Linked DNA regions of Sus scrofa: region 1 is linked to region 2. A link is a contact called in public Hi-C data. All regions are on one chromosome and are shown on one strand. The core of a region is the stretch at or near the end of the contact, and the rest is flanking DNA. Distances in the headings are between cores, read along the strand shown.

Region 1 (7,123 bases), core at 238-2,737, 150 kb after region 2:
GATTTAATCTTTCTCTTGAGTATTCTGGGTAGTCTTGGCGTGTTAGGCATTTATCTGCCTTATGTAATTAATTCTGTAGAGTTAATATCCATATAAAGTTCGTTGTGTTCATTGCAAGGCTCTAATTCCATTTCTTTTTCATAGGATGGACTTTAGCAAGATCTTTAACTTACAAATAAATATTTTTAGTTCCATGTTATGACAACTATTGATCTACTCTGACATGTGTATGGTTAGTCTATTTGCCTTTTTTTGAAGGAAAAAAACAATATAGTTCTCTAATTTTCAACAAGTTGTAATGTCCAAATAACCATGACTTAGTAAGAGGAGCGTGGGTCATGCATTTCCTAGAGCTGGATGTAACATTTACACTAGATAAATAAATAGATAAATAAATAAATAGATAAATAAATAAAGATAAATAAAGAGAGTTCCCTGGTGGCTCAGTGGGTTAAAGATCCGGCGTTGTCACTGCTGTGGTGCCGCAGGTTCCATCCCTGACCTGGGAACTTCCACATGCTGCAGGTATAGCCAGAAAAAAAAAGAGGTGTAAAGAAACGGAAACGCCCTGATGCTCATTTTATTTTATTTTATTTTATTTTATTTTATTTTATTTTATTTTATGTTGTCTTTTTTTGCCCTTTTCTAGGGCCTCCCATGGCATATGGAGGTTCCCAGGCTAGGCGTCTAATCGGAGCTACCGCTGCCGGCCTACACCAGAGCCACAGCAATGCTGGACCTGAGCCTCGTCTTCGACCTACACCACAGCTCATGGCAACACCGGATCCTTAACCCACTGAGAGAGGCCAGGGATCGAACCCGCAACCTCATGGCTCCTAGTCAGATTCATTAACCGCTGAGCCACAACGGGAACTCCCCTGATGCTCATTTTCATCAAAGATATAAGAAAGTTGAAATGATTTCCCAGTGACTGAAATGAAAAAGCAGAGGGAAATAGGTGGTATGGGAGGCTCATCCTAACACAAAAGGAATAGTCTTATTCATTTTTTTACGGGTTTTTTTTCCTTTTTAGGGCTGCACCTGCAGCACATGGAAGTTTCCAGACTAGGGGTCAAATGGGAGCTGTAGCCACCAGCCTACACCACAGCCACAGCAACCCGGGATCCGAGCTGCATCTGTGACCTACACCATAGCTCACGGCAACGCCGGATCCTTAACCCACTGAGAGAAACCCGGTATTGAATGCACATCCTCATGGATTCTAATCGGGTTCTTAACCTGCTCAGCCACAACAGGAACTCCCCAATTTTCCTGCTTTTAGTCTCTTGGGCTCATTCCCAGGATAATCAGTACAACAGCGGGAGTAAACTAGTTTAAAAGCTCAAATGAGGCAGGGGGGGCCCTTGGAGATGGGCCTGGGGTGCTGTGGCTTTAGTTCCTGGACGCACCCCTGTGGTGCTGGCTGCACCCCAGGACAGTTACTTTGTCCCTCCTTCTCCACACCTCCCGCCTCTGCTGGAAGCCGTGACTGTTCCGTGGTTCCTCTCTCAGGTTACGTGACCTGGAAGGCCTGGGCAAGTCGCTGAAGCAGTACAGAGACTCCTATCATCCTCTGGATGACTGGATCCAGCAGGTTGAGACGACTCAGAGAAAGATTCAGGAAAATCAGCCTGAAAATAGCAAAACCCTCGCCACACAGTTGAATCAGCAAAAGGTGCGTCAATAACGATTCCTTGTACTGAGGTTGTGTCTGCATTTGGTCGCTCACGACTTTTATCTTCCTTTCTCATTCAAAGAATAAGTCATCCAATGTAAAAAAAAAGAAAAGAAAAAAGATAAGTCCACTTTTGAGGGAGGGGGATGGGGAGTCCTAAATACTAAGATCTTACTCAGACATGCCTGCATTGCATGGATTTCTTGGATGTCATTTTTGAAGGCGTACGGAATAATATAAAGCAGCGTGCTGGCACAGTGTTCCAAGTCCTAATAATCATTTCATCCCGGCATGGAAATCTCTCTGGCACTTTTCCTGGGATCCTAGATAACTAGAGATTGTTAGTTGTAGAAAACTGAGCAGCCGCATTTGACAGTTAAATGCTTTGGGATTTTTGTTCCATCCTGATGGCCAGTCATTTCTAGCCTCTTTAGATCGGGATTACGTGGGGACCAAGGGTCTCGAGTCTTCTTTTAGATCGTTCCTGTGGAGTTTCGTAATTTCTGCTGTGGAAGCCCCGTGAGGGTGTGTCACTTAGTGGCTTACCGTTGAAAGTTTGTGCTCTAGCCGCAAGCCAGAGGACATCAAGTGCTGCCGGGGGAAAGGGCTGTGTTATTAAGTGGTGTGGGTATTCCTTGGGGCCTGGGATCTTAGTTACCGGACAGTATAGACATCCTTGTCCTCTTTCTCCTCCACTGTGTGTTTATAGATGCTGGTGTCGGAAATAGAAATGAAACAGAGCAAAATGGATGAGTGTCAGAAATTCGCAGAACAGTACTCCGTGGCCGTGAAGGTGAGCGGGCTGGTTCCTTGCGTCCAGGGTAACGTGCAGGGGTGGCTTCGTTCCGTCTCCGCTAAAACTGAGAACCATGTTGGCTTGAGTCTCTTGGACAGTTATCTGTTCATTCTTTGTGGGAACCTGAGTCCCAGGGTGACCCCGGGTTCTTTTATGCCTCCGCCACACATGTGCATAGCACACCCACCCCACGTAGCTCTGGAATCTGACTCTTACCGCCTTGCTGATCCCTCCCCACCTTGCTGGAACTTTCCACGGGAGAACTTCGACCTTAGGACTGTCCTCCCTGTGCTGAGTCGCCCCCCAAGCTCAGCTTCCACCACCTAGATCCTCAGATCTACTTCCTCACCAGAGGAGAGGGAGGCTGGGAATACCAGTGCATTGGCCCTAAGTGTCCCCACGGGATGTGGGACCTTTCCTGGCCACCCTGAATGTTTCTGACTTGTATCACCCCCTGGAAACATCTCGGGATTGGAGCGATTCCTGAAAACGGGGTTCTGCAGTATTTTCTGAAAGTTGGCGAGACCCGGTTAGGTTTCCCTGCGTTAGATCACAGTAGAGGGACCCCCCCAGGCGGAGCTGGGTGAACGTGACCTCACTGGTTCCTTTGCACAGGACTACGAGTTACAGACGATGACCTACCGGGCCATGGTGGACTCGCAGCAGAAGTCTCCGGTGAAACGCAGGAGGGTGCAGAGCTCAGCCGACCTCGTCATCCAGGAGGTGATGCACAGAGGGAGGGTGTAACAGGCAGAAGCCTCGCTTTCACAACCTTGCACTTACACATTTGTCTTGTGGTCACGTGCGCCTAATAGAAAGTTCACCATCCTGGCCATTTGTAAACGTACAGTTCAGCGGCCTTCAGTACATTCATAACGTACTTGACCACGAGCCATTTTCAGAACATTTCATCATCCCCAATAGAAGCGCTCTGCCTATAACAACGCATTTATTAAGGGTTTTAAAAAACCCTTTGAAAATCTTTATTTTTTCTCCTGCAGCGTAGGGACGTTCCCAGGCTAGGGGTTGAATTGGAGGTCGAGCTGCAGGCCTACACCACAGCCACAGCCACACCAGATCTGAGCTGCATCTGTGACCTACACTACAGCTTGTGGCAACGCCCCATCCTTAACCCACTGAGCAAGGCCAGGGATCAAATCTGCATCTTTGAAGATACCTGTTAGGTTCTTAACCTGTTGAGCCACAGCAGAAACTCTGGAAATATCCATTCAAGGTTAATTAATGCAGAATAATAAATGTACCTCATGATTAAATTTAGAAGAGGATTATCAGCAAGTGCAGTTTGCACACAAGTGATCTCATTCTTGGTGGCTCAGCAGGTTAAGGATCTGGCATTGTCACTGCTGTAGCTCGGGTTTCATCCCTGGCTCCAGGAACTTCCACATGCCGCAATGGTGCCACCCCCCAAAAAATCTCATTCCTCTGCGGTTATCATTACAGGGCAGTTGTGGACTTCCCTGTCACAAAGCCTTGTTAAGATTTTAATTATTCCTCAGCGTTCATTCCACTCATTTAGGGCAACTGGAGATGACATTTTTATTATGTTTTCCTTACTTGCAGTTCATGGACCTAAGGACACGGTATACTGCTCTGGTCACCCTCATGACACAGTATATTAAATTTGCTGGCGACTCTCTGAAGAGGCTGGAAGAGGAGGAGGTAACCATTAACCACGGGCAGGTCACTGAAAAGGAGCCACGAGGTGGTTGCATGATACGCTCACATGGCTGAGAGCTGATATATAAGTGATGAATTATAAAATTACTGGGAAAAAGAGAAGCTTAGGATTTGGCAGTTGTTATTAAGATTCTCTCGGATTGAAAACCATTTTTTTTGCTTTTTAGGGCCGCCACTCCTGCATATGGAGGTTCCCAGGCTAGGGGTGGAATCAGAGCTGCAGCTGCCTGCCTATGCCCCAGCCACAGCAACGCCAGATCCGAGCCGCATCTGCCACCTACACCAGAGCTTACAGCAACGTCCACTGAGCGAGGCCAGGGATTGAGCCCACAAGCTCATGGTTCCTAGTCGGATTCATTTCCGCTGCGCCATGATGGGAACTCTGAATTGAAAAACATTTTTATTTTTCGCTCTAAGGACTCTCATATGATGGGATTGAAGGTCTTAAGTGGTTCTTTTTAAATTATGGACTGTTGGCAGTTTGGCAGAATATTTTTCAGTTTTCTCACAGTTGAGCAATAAACTTCTTTGAAGTATTCTTACTACTGTTATGAGGTCTGCAGAAACACTACATAAACACCTTTGTTTTGTGCATTTTAAATTAATTTACCTCTTCAAGGCTTTAAAGCAAAAGCCATTAAGTTAGAAGTGCCAGGTATTTATACAAAACAGTAGTGCTTTTTAAGAATTGCAGATTTTGTTTTTGCTTTTGTTCTTGTTTTTGCCAAATATGTTTTCATAAAAGCCTGTTGTATCTAATTCTAAAGGTATTATGCTATGCTCTAGTCTCTTGATTTGCTTCCTATTCCTAACCTCAGAACAGACAAAAATAGTAAACCGAATGCTACAATAAGGAAATTGTGGGGCCTTAGCTATTTAAATCAGACCATTGTTGACGTTCTGAAGGTGACTCCATTCGTATCATGAGAGAATCAAAAGGGTGTCCAATGTCTAAGAGATGTCACTTTCTTAGCTTCAGAAGTGTGACAGCTTTTGTAAGCTATTTTAGTCTGTTCAGAGTTAACAGTTTTCTCAGCTAAATCACTAACGTAGCCTCTCGCACGTCTTTACCACTAGCTTCCTTTGGGCTTAGAAAGGAGGACAGCGTATTTTCCCATGGAAATAATTGGCAAACATTTTTCGTCTATGAAAGAACATCCATCATTTGTTTACGTCTTAGTTTTTAAGAGCTATGATTCCGCTTTAAATGGTGTGCAGGTCTTTTCAATTATATGCCTATAACTTCAATATAAAGTAAAATATCATGTCCTTTCCTTTCTAATAGCGTATATGTGAGTACACATATATGAGTGCTTTGCTCAATTTATCTGAAGAGTTAGAATACTAGAAGTTTCTGGAACCAAAAGATATTTCAGAAAGCTGGAAATATTTCCAGATTATGTGTGTCATTCTTCGGAATGTACATAACTTCTATTGACTTGAACCTCCAAACAATATCGTTCATGGAAGCTCATGCAACAATGATTGTAATTTTAAATAGATTTTAAAATTCCTTACTAAAAATTCACCACTTAAGGATCTTAATAATGGAATGACTTATAAAAGAGCCATAGCTCAGACTCCAAAGAGCAGTGTTTCTGGGTTTGTAAAAACCCACATCAGCAATCTTGGTCAGAGAGAAGAGTTTTCATTAATGCACAGAGCGTGGAAGAGGGGGGCAAGTTAATTTCAAAGTTGATACTGGATTGGGTACAGAAATGTTAGTAGAGTATCTGAAATGGGTATTAGACGGAGAAAGAGGTTTTTCTCGTCTGTGTTGAACAGCAAAATATACTAAATGTTAATCGCTGAGATTAACAGACAGCATGCCTCCTTGGGGGAACATGTAGATGAAACTCGAAGTTCTTTTTATGGGAATAAGTTTGAGATCAATAAGAAAGCAAATCAGTAATAGAACTAAATTACGTCGAGTCATTTTTCTAATAGGTGCTAACAATTCAGAGTTATTTAGGCAACATGAGATAAAATGACTCCAAGACACTCAGAGTTTAACCACCAACTTTTTTCTTCTGAGAGAATTTGTATTCTTTTTAAATCTCAGAGCATGACCAAGAAGAAAAGGGAGAGGTTCAAAACTTAGCAATAGCTATGTTTTAAGGGAAGGTAGATGAGGAATTGAGAAAGACTCTACTTCTGTTTAAATTATTGCTAATGAGTTTGAGTTGATGATATAACACCGATAACCAATGGTATTGATAACGAGAAATTAAACTGTGATTATACACTAGCCTTGATCGCATCGTCTTGAGGTCAGTGCAAAGCAGATCCCTCCCCGCTGAGATCAATTCTGTAATCAATAACGTGAACAAATTTTCTTCATTGGAGTTGACACTCTAGGTATTTTTACCAGCATTTGTATTTAACAAATATTTTTGTGTTCGTGGAGGATCTAAAGGTACTTGTCGAGGTGGATTCATGTGAGGCTGGTCTCTAACAACCGCCACCAGATCTGTGAGTATATGAAGCACGTTTTTTTCTAAAGCCACCAGGGACTGTGGCTGCCTTTGCATTAGCAATTCTGATTATGATTAAGTGTCATAAGAGGGCAAATATGAATTAGTAAGAAATTACAAATCTTGACAATGAGATCCTGCTGTGCAGCACCGAGAACTATGTCCAGATACTTAAATCGCAACACGACAGTGGGAGGAAAACGTATGTGTACATGTATGTGTAACTGGGACCCCATGCTGTACAGTGAAAAAAAAACTTAAGAAATTACAAATCTTTATAGAATTTTCCTCGGACATTAGAAATTACAGATTTTTAGATAATTTTCCTCCTTCCTGTTAAGCATTATTTCCTGATTTGGCTCTCTCTTCCAAAGTTCTCTATTTTGTTTCATTAACCATAAAACAGGAGGAGGTAAACGTTATTTTAAATGTCCACCGGGCGAGGCACGGAAAGCTGAATTTTCTAACGTCATTCGGTTC
Region 2 (6,706 bases), core at 1,945-4,444:
TAGATACAGTATTACGGAATCACTACTCAACAGTCTAAGTGTTTGGAAAGCTGAATGAATATACCAGGTTCAAGTGCAAGTCCAAGATGGTAGCACCAGCCACTGACCCCAGGTTAATGATTACACGCGTGTTGTCACAGTGCTTGGCTGCAGGACTTCAGAAGCGGGCTGGGCAATCGAGAGGCTTTGCCGGAGGAAGGGACCTTTGGTTTCAGATGTGGGCGGGGTGTGGATGGGGCAGTGGGCTGGAACATTGTCAGCGTAAACACACGGTTCTTGCAGAGGGAGTCGGACAGGCTGCCGGAACAGAACATTCCCAAGGGGTCTGGGAGGCTGGAAGGGTAAGTTGGGGCCGTGTGCAAGCTGTGGTCAAAGCCAGGTGGAGTGGCTCCATTTCCCTTAAGAAGCTCACAGGTTCTTTTGAGGAAGGTGGATCCGAGAGAAATTCTAGGAAGATTAATTTAGAGTGGAGACCAGAAGTCGACGGTCCACAGGCTGAATCCAGACAGTAGCTACGTTTTATCCTGTGTACTATTGTAAAATTTTAAACTGTGTTTAAAAATTGGGCAATTTAGGAGTTCCCATCATGGCGCAGTGGGAACGAATCTGACTAGGAACCATGAGGTTTCGGGTTCGATCCCTGGCCTCGCTCAGTGGGTTAAGGATCCGGCGTTGCCATGAGCCGTGGTGTAGGTTGCAGACGCGGCTTGGATCCTGCGTTGCTGTGGCTGTGGTATAGGCAGGCAGCTCCAGCTCTGATTTGACCCCTAGCCTGGGAACCTCCATATGCTGCGGCCCTAAAAACCAAAAAAAAAAAAAAGGGGCAATTTCATTTACAAATGCAGAGGTTAGCCTTCTTTTGAAAAAACAAAACAGGCCATCTGGTAACCCTTGGCCCTCATATTCCAAGGCAACGATTGGCAGAAGCTGAGCAGGGGGTCACCCTGGTTCCTGCGTCCCCCTCGCCTTGAGCTCAGCCTGTTGCTGACCCTTGGCCTCTGTCTGTTGGTGCCAAATACAAATGCAGAGACAGGGTTTTGGGTGAAGGAGAGAGAACAAGATAGCTTTGTTGCTTTGCCAGGCAAAGGAGGCCACAGCAGACTAATGTCTTAAAGACTGTGCCCCCCCTGGGAGAGATTGGGAGGTGGTTTTATAGTTTGGGGAGTGGAAAACAGGGCCGCAGATAAGGATCAGGGGAGAGGCAAGCTTGCATGGCTTTTCAGAGCCGGTGATCCTTCTCTCTGGAAATGAAGAAGGCTTCATTGACATCTTCCATTTGTTGAGGGCTTTAGCTCTGTGGATGAACTCAAAAGTATTGTTATCCACGTTCCCGGAGGGGGACCAGGGCCCTGCCCCAAGGCTGTACCGCTGTCTCTTGACTGTTCCTCGCTGGTCTCTTCACCCCCCTCCCTTCCCGGATTAGCAACTCTCTGCACCTGCTTTTTGGAACCCAGGCAAGGTCAGGGAGGCTGAAGCCCATTCCCCAAAAACAAGAAATGGGGGATACAGGAAAGCCTGTGTGCGCAGGAGCCCACAAGGCCTTGCTTGGTCTCACCTCCCCATGGTCACGGACGGGGCGGGCCGGCCGGTCGGTCTCCTGAGTGTGTTGGGTAAGAGGTGTGCAGACGGCAGCCTTTTGTCTGTAGGTGTGTAGGCTTTTGTGGTGTTTGTCTGGGTCGGGGAGAGGAAGTGAAAAAAGCATGTTAATTCAGTATGGGGGTGGTTATACGGGACGCACAGTGAAGAAATGTTACCTGGTGACCAGTACTTAGGAGGGCCCGAGGCTCAGAAAAGAATATAAAGACAGGTCGGGAGTGCCCGCCATGGCTCAGCTGTTAATGAGTCTGACTAGCATCCATGAGGACACAGGTTTGATCCCTGGCCCTGCTCAGTGGGTTAAGGATCTGGTGTTGCCGTGAGCTGTGGTGTAGCTTGCAGATGTGGCTGGGATCCCGCGTTGCCGTGGCTGTGGTGTAGGCTGGCGGTTACAGCTCCAAATCAGCCCCTAGCCTGGGAACCTCTGTATGCTGTGGGTGAGGCCCTAAAAAACCAAAAAAAAAAAAAAAAAAAAAAAAAGACAAGTGTACTAGTTATCTATTCTGCATAACGAACGTTTAAAGTTGTGGAATAGTTGACCTACAATGTTGTGTTAGTATTTTTTTTTTAATTTTAATGATTTTAATTTTTTTTTCCATTATAGCTGGTTTGCAGGGTTCTGTCAGCTTTCTACTATACAGCAAGGTGACCCAGTTACGCATACATGTATACATTCTTTTTCTCACATTATCATGCTCCGTCATAAGTGACTAGATATAGTTCCCAGTGCTACACAGCAGGATCTCATTGCTTATCTGTTGTGTTAGTTTCAGGTGAACAGCAAAGTGATTCTGTTTTATATATATACTTTTTCAGATTCCTTTCCCATATAGGTTTTTATAGGATATTGAGTCACGTTCCCTGTGCTATACAGCAGATCCTTGTTGATTAATTCTTTTATGTATAGCAGTGTGTTTCTTTTAATCCAAAACTCCTAATTTATTCCCCTCCCACAACCAAAAGTTTGTTTTCTGTGTCTGAGTGTCTATTTCTGTTTCATGAAGTTCATCTGTATTATTTTTATTAGATTCCACCTGTTAGTGATCCCATATGAGATTTGTCTCTCTCTTACTTCACTTGGTTGGATCATCTCCATCCATGTTGCTGGGATTTTCCATGTAACAAATTACTCACCAGCCTAGAAGCTTTAAACAGTATTTACCATCTCACGGAGCCTGGGAGTGGCTTCGCTGGGAGTTGGGGGCTGGTCTGTCACCAGAAGGCAGGCAGCCTGGTCGTCAGGCCAACAGAAGGCGAGGGGTCCCGGGCTTACCCTGGGGGTTGTCCCCAGGGGCTGGCCACTGCTGTGATGTACCTGTGGCCACCACCTTCCTGAGGGCCCTGGGCCCTATGTAATGCCACTTCAGAGCACCCTGTGACAAAATGACCTGTGATCTGAAATGTTCTCTTCTGCTAAGTGACCCTGATTCTCACTGTTTACTTTTGAATATAAACCTGAATAAAAACAACGGGGAGTTTTAAAGAGCATGTCGTTTGTTGCCTTAGTTTTGTAGTTTTTTAGACTGGAGATGCTGCCTGGTAACCACGTGGTCAGAGTCACATGAAGGACCAGCTGCAGCTCTGGTAGTGGACAGAAGACATTTGTACGTTTGACTCGCAGGAGAGAGTAATCTGGCCACAGCCCCCCACCCGACCCCTGCCACACCGAGAGCATCGGAGCATAGAAACATCATTTAAGAAACATCTCTTGGAGTTCCAGTCATGGCTCAGTGGTTAACGAATCCGACTAGGAACCACGAGGTTGCGGGTTCGATCTCTGGACTCACTCAGTGGGTTAAGGACCTGGCGTTGTGAGCTGTGGTGTAGGTCGCAGATGCAGCTTGGATCCCGCGGTGCTGTGACTCTGGCGTAGGCCGGCGGCTACAGCTCCGATCCTAGCCTGGGAACCTCCATATGCCGCAGGAGCAGCCCTAGAAAAAGGCAAAAAGCCAAAAGAAAAAAAAAGAAAGAAAGAAACATCTCTTGATTCAGCTCATAAAGAACTTAGGTCTCTTTTTATTCATGTTTTCCCCTTCATAAAAGAATTCAGATGTTATACTGAAAAATTTACTCTGTCCATTAAGGTGTAAATTTGACATTTGGTTTTGCCAAATGATAAAGTGCTTATATGGCAGAAGTTGGCCCACAGTCTAAAATTATACTTACTTTTAAAAGTTGATATTTGGATAGGTCAGTTTTCTTCCCATTGCTCAACCCTGACGTTTAAAATAGCCTGGAGCCCACCTGATCAGGTGTAACTTTCCCCTGCTTCTGCTGCGGTGTCTCTTAAGGAAAGCAGTTTCTTAGTAATGCTGGGGTTCTTTTATTTTCTCGCTTGAATATTCACACTTGAGGTTATGATTGCACAGACCACGCACCAGCCTGGTGACTCTGATGTAACCTTGCAGTAGGGTGAGAAAACATTTTGCAGCTGAGCTTAAAAGGTCACGCACTCCCTGAACTTGTAGGTAAAATTTGGTGTCTGTGTACATGTGTGATGTGCATTTGAAAGGAAGCCTGCAGATTTCACCAGATTCTCCAAGGGACCTGTGATCCCCACACTGCTAATGACTCTGTGTTTTGTGCCATTTTAACCCCTGGTTGTGATTAATTTTGCTGTTATGTTTGTGCAGTCAGTGTTTGTGGCAAACAGGGAACAGATATTTCTATTTTTTGCATAGGCAAATGGAGTCTTGCCATTTTACCCACAAATACGCAAAACTAAAACATCTACGTGAATATTTTGACCCAGGGCCTTTGTACTTCTTTGACAATGATTTATAACTTTCGAATTGTTGGAGATAAACATTTTTACCATGTAATGTACAGACGTCCTCACACTCCACATTCGATTCGGGAAATTCTGGTGTCTCCTTAAATGACACTGCATTCTTGAACTATTACGTGACAGCCACAGCCAGAATGTCGGGGGACAACTGCTCTTCGCAGACAATTTTAGTCGCATACCAGGGTGAGGATTAGCGCTCATCTAAATTGGGGGCCCCGTGAAAAAGAATTTATGAACTTCCAAAGTGATGCCCAGTTTTCTTAGGTAATGTTTTTCATTCTGTTCCCTTTTGAAGAGACTCTATTATCTAACAGGAATTCAGTTAAAATACCTCTTGGTAATTGGATGGTCAGTGTTCATTTTAAAACACAAGTTATTCTGAGATGTGGTGGCTCTCAGGCTGTATGTATACTGTCCAGAAGAAAGGGTTTTTTTTTGTTGGTTTGTTTTTTAATAAACGGAGCTCTCTTTTCTCCAACTTCCACTTTATTCCTCAATAGTTAGTTTCCTGGCTGGTTATTTGTTTGTTTACATGCTTAAAGGCAGCAGGTTTTTTTGTTTGTTTGTTTGTTTGTTTGTTTGTTTTTCCCCCCCGAGAGTCCCACTTTAAGGAGCAGCAAAAACTAGTATGGGGAAGATTCTAGTTCATCTTTTCGAACCTGTATGACTTTGAAGAACTGGGCACAGGGAGCACGGCAGTTGTGTCCTATCAGCAGTGGTCGCAAAGCTCCAGTTCTGGGAAGATGAAGGGAACAGATTAGGGTGTCTCACGCTCAGGGTTGAAATTTACTCACAGGCTTTGACGTTAGGTGCAGTTACGATCTTTTGGATTAAATTAGGCTGGTGTCCTGCTTAACCACGAAGGTGTGTTTATTATGTCGCTACTTTGACAGCTGGAAGATAACGTGCACAACACAGGTCACATCGCCCTGTCTAGTGTCATGACAAGACCACAGTTCTGGGTGGGACAGTTTCAAGCTGGGACCTTTCTTATTTGTTTAAGTTCTCTGAACCTAACTTTTTACCACAGGTATGGCTTTCTGGTTACTGTTGTATTACTAATCTCCTTTACCTGCTTTGAAGGAGTCCAGTGGGGGCCTGACATCGATGACGTCATCACATACCTGTACCATTGTCACCGATGTGGATGCGGCGAAGGGCAGCTTCGTGGGGCAAGGAGAGAAATGACGGGGTTTGATGGAGGAAGTCATCTAAGGAACATTGAAACGTTACTCTTTAGCTCGAATCATGGAAATAGTTGTGGAGCTTTCCCCACTCTTGCTTCTTGAGATTTCATTTCCGCTTTCCGTGTCCCTTTTCTGTGTGTCATAGTAACTCCATTTGGGAATTGGGCAGGATATGGATCATAAGGTAACATGAGACTAAGCATTTTGAGGGCAGGGAATAATGTTTTAGATGAATAGCCTTTGAGAGCCGATTTTTACAACTGCACTGCGCTCCGCCTGTTTATTCCTCTCTGCCCTCACGGATCTTTGTACCGCCTGTGTAGATTTTTGCCGTTTCCAGATTCCAGCTGTAGAATCATACAGCCTGCAGCCTTTTTGCATTTGTCTTTGTTCACTTTGCAGTGTACCGTGAAGGTTCCTCTGTATCTCCTCATGGCTTGATAGCTCATTTTTTCTTTGTCTAGCATTTACCTTTGTGTGTGTGTGTGTGTGTGTGTGTGTGTGTGTGTGTGTGTGTGTGTGTTTTAGGGCTGCACCTGCGGCATATGGAGTTTACCAGGCTAGAGGCAACTGAGGTCTACACCACAGCCACATCGGTGTAGGATCCAACCTGCATCTGCGATCTACACCACGGCTCATGGCAACGCCAGATCCTCAACCCAGTGAGGCCAGGGATCAGACTTGCATCTTCATGGATACTAATTGGGTTTGTAACTCGCTGAGTCACAACGTGAACTCCATCTTTTTCCAGCATTTACAATAAAAAAAAATAAGTGTTTCCCTGTGGCACAGTGAGTTAAGTATCCAGTGTTTTCACTGCTGTGGCTCAGGTTCAATCCCTGCCCCCAGAACTTCTGCATGCCACGGGTGTGGCAAAAAATATCAGAATTAAAAATCAGGCGTTCCCATTGTGGTTCAGTGGGTTAAGAACCCGACATAGTATCCGTGAGGATTCAGGTTCGATCCCTGGCCTCACTCAGTGGGTTAAGGATCCAGCATTGCCATGAGCTGTGGTGTAGGTTGCCGACTCGGCTTGGATCCTCTATTGTGGTGGCTGTGGTGTAGGCCGGCGGCTACAGCTGCCATTAGACCCCTAGCCTGGGAACCTCCATATGCCAGAGGTGCAGCTCTAAAA

The links. A called contact is a pair of places that touch in the nucleus more often than the background predicts.
Region 1: a contact with region 2 is called in a Hi-C map of skeletal muscle, with 4 times the contacts expected there. The contact joins two enhancer-like sites. A contact is called at or near these places in 3 of 47 Hi-C or Micro-C datasets (embryonic fibroblasts and skeletal muscle) and 1 of 2 datasets of contacts at active chromatin or transcription factors (skeletal muscle).

What each region holds. Positions count from the first base shown.
Region 1 is chr7:29,131,649-29,138,771 of Sscrofa11.1, forward strand. It overlaps DST (dystonin), which reads left to right. Exons shown (of 101, transcript XM_021098579.1): 33 at 1,513-1,675; 34 at 2,385-2,468; 35 at 3,087-3,194; 36 at 4,053-4,151. Among named protein-coding and RNA genes, the nearest start is that of COL21A1, 280 kb to the right of the region's middle. Within about 2 kb of position 1,488, at least 1 of the 83 cell types and tissues checked has an H3K27ac peak or open chromatin away from gene starts, as enhancers often do. A contact at or near this core is called in skeletal muscle, where this site is marked.
Region 2 is chr7:28,983,012-28,989,717 of Sscrofa11.1, forward strand. All of the region lies in intron 4 of DST (dystonin), which reads left to right. Among named protein-coding and RNA genes, the nearest start is that of DST, 170 kb to the left of the region's middle. Within about 2 kb of position 3,195, at least 6 of the 83 cell types and tissues checked have an H3K27ac peak or open chromatin away from gene starts, as enhancers often do. A contact at or near this core is called in skeletal muscle, where this site is marked.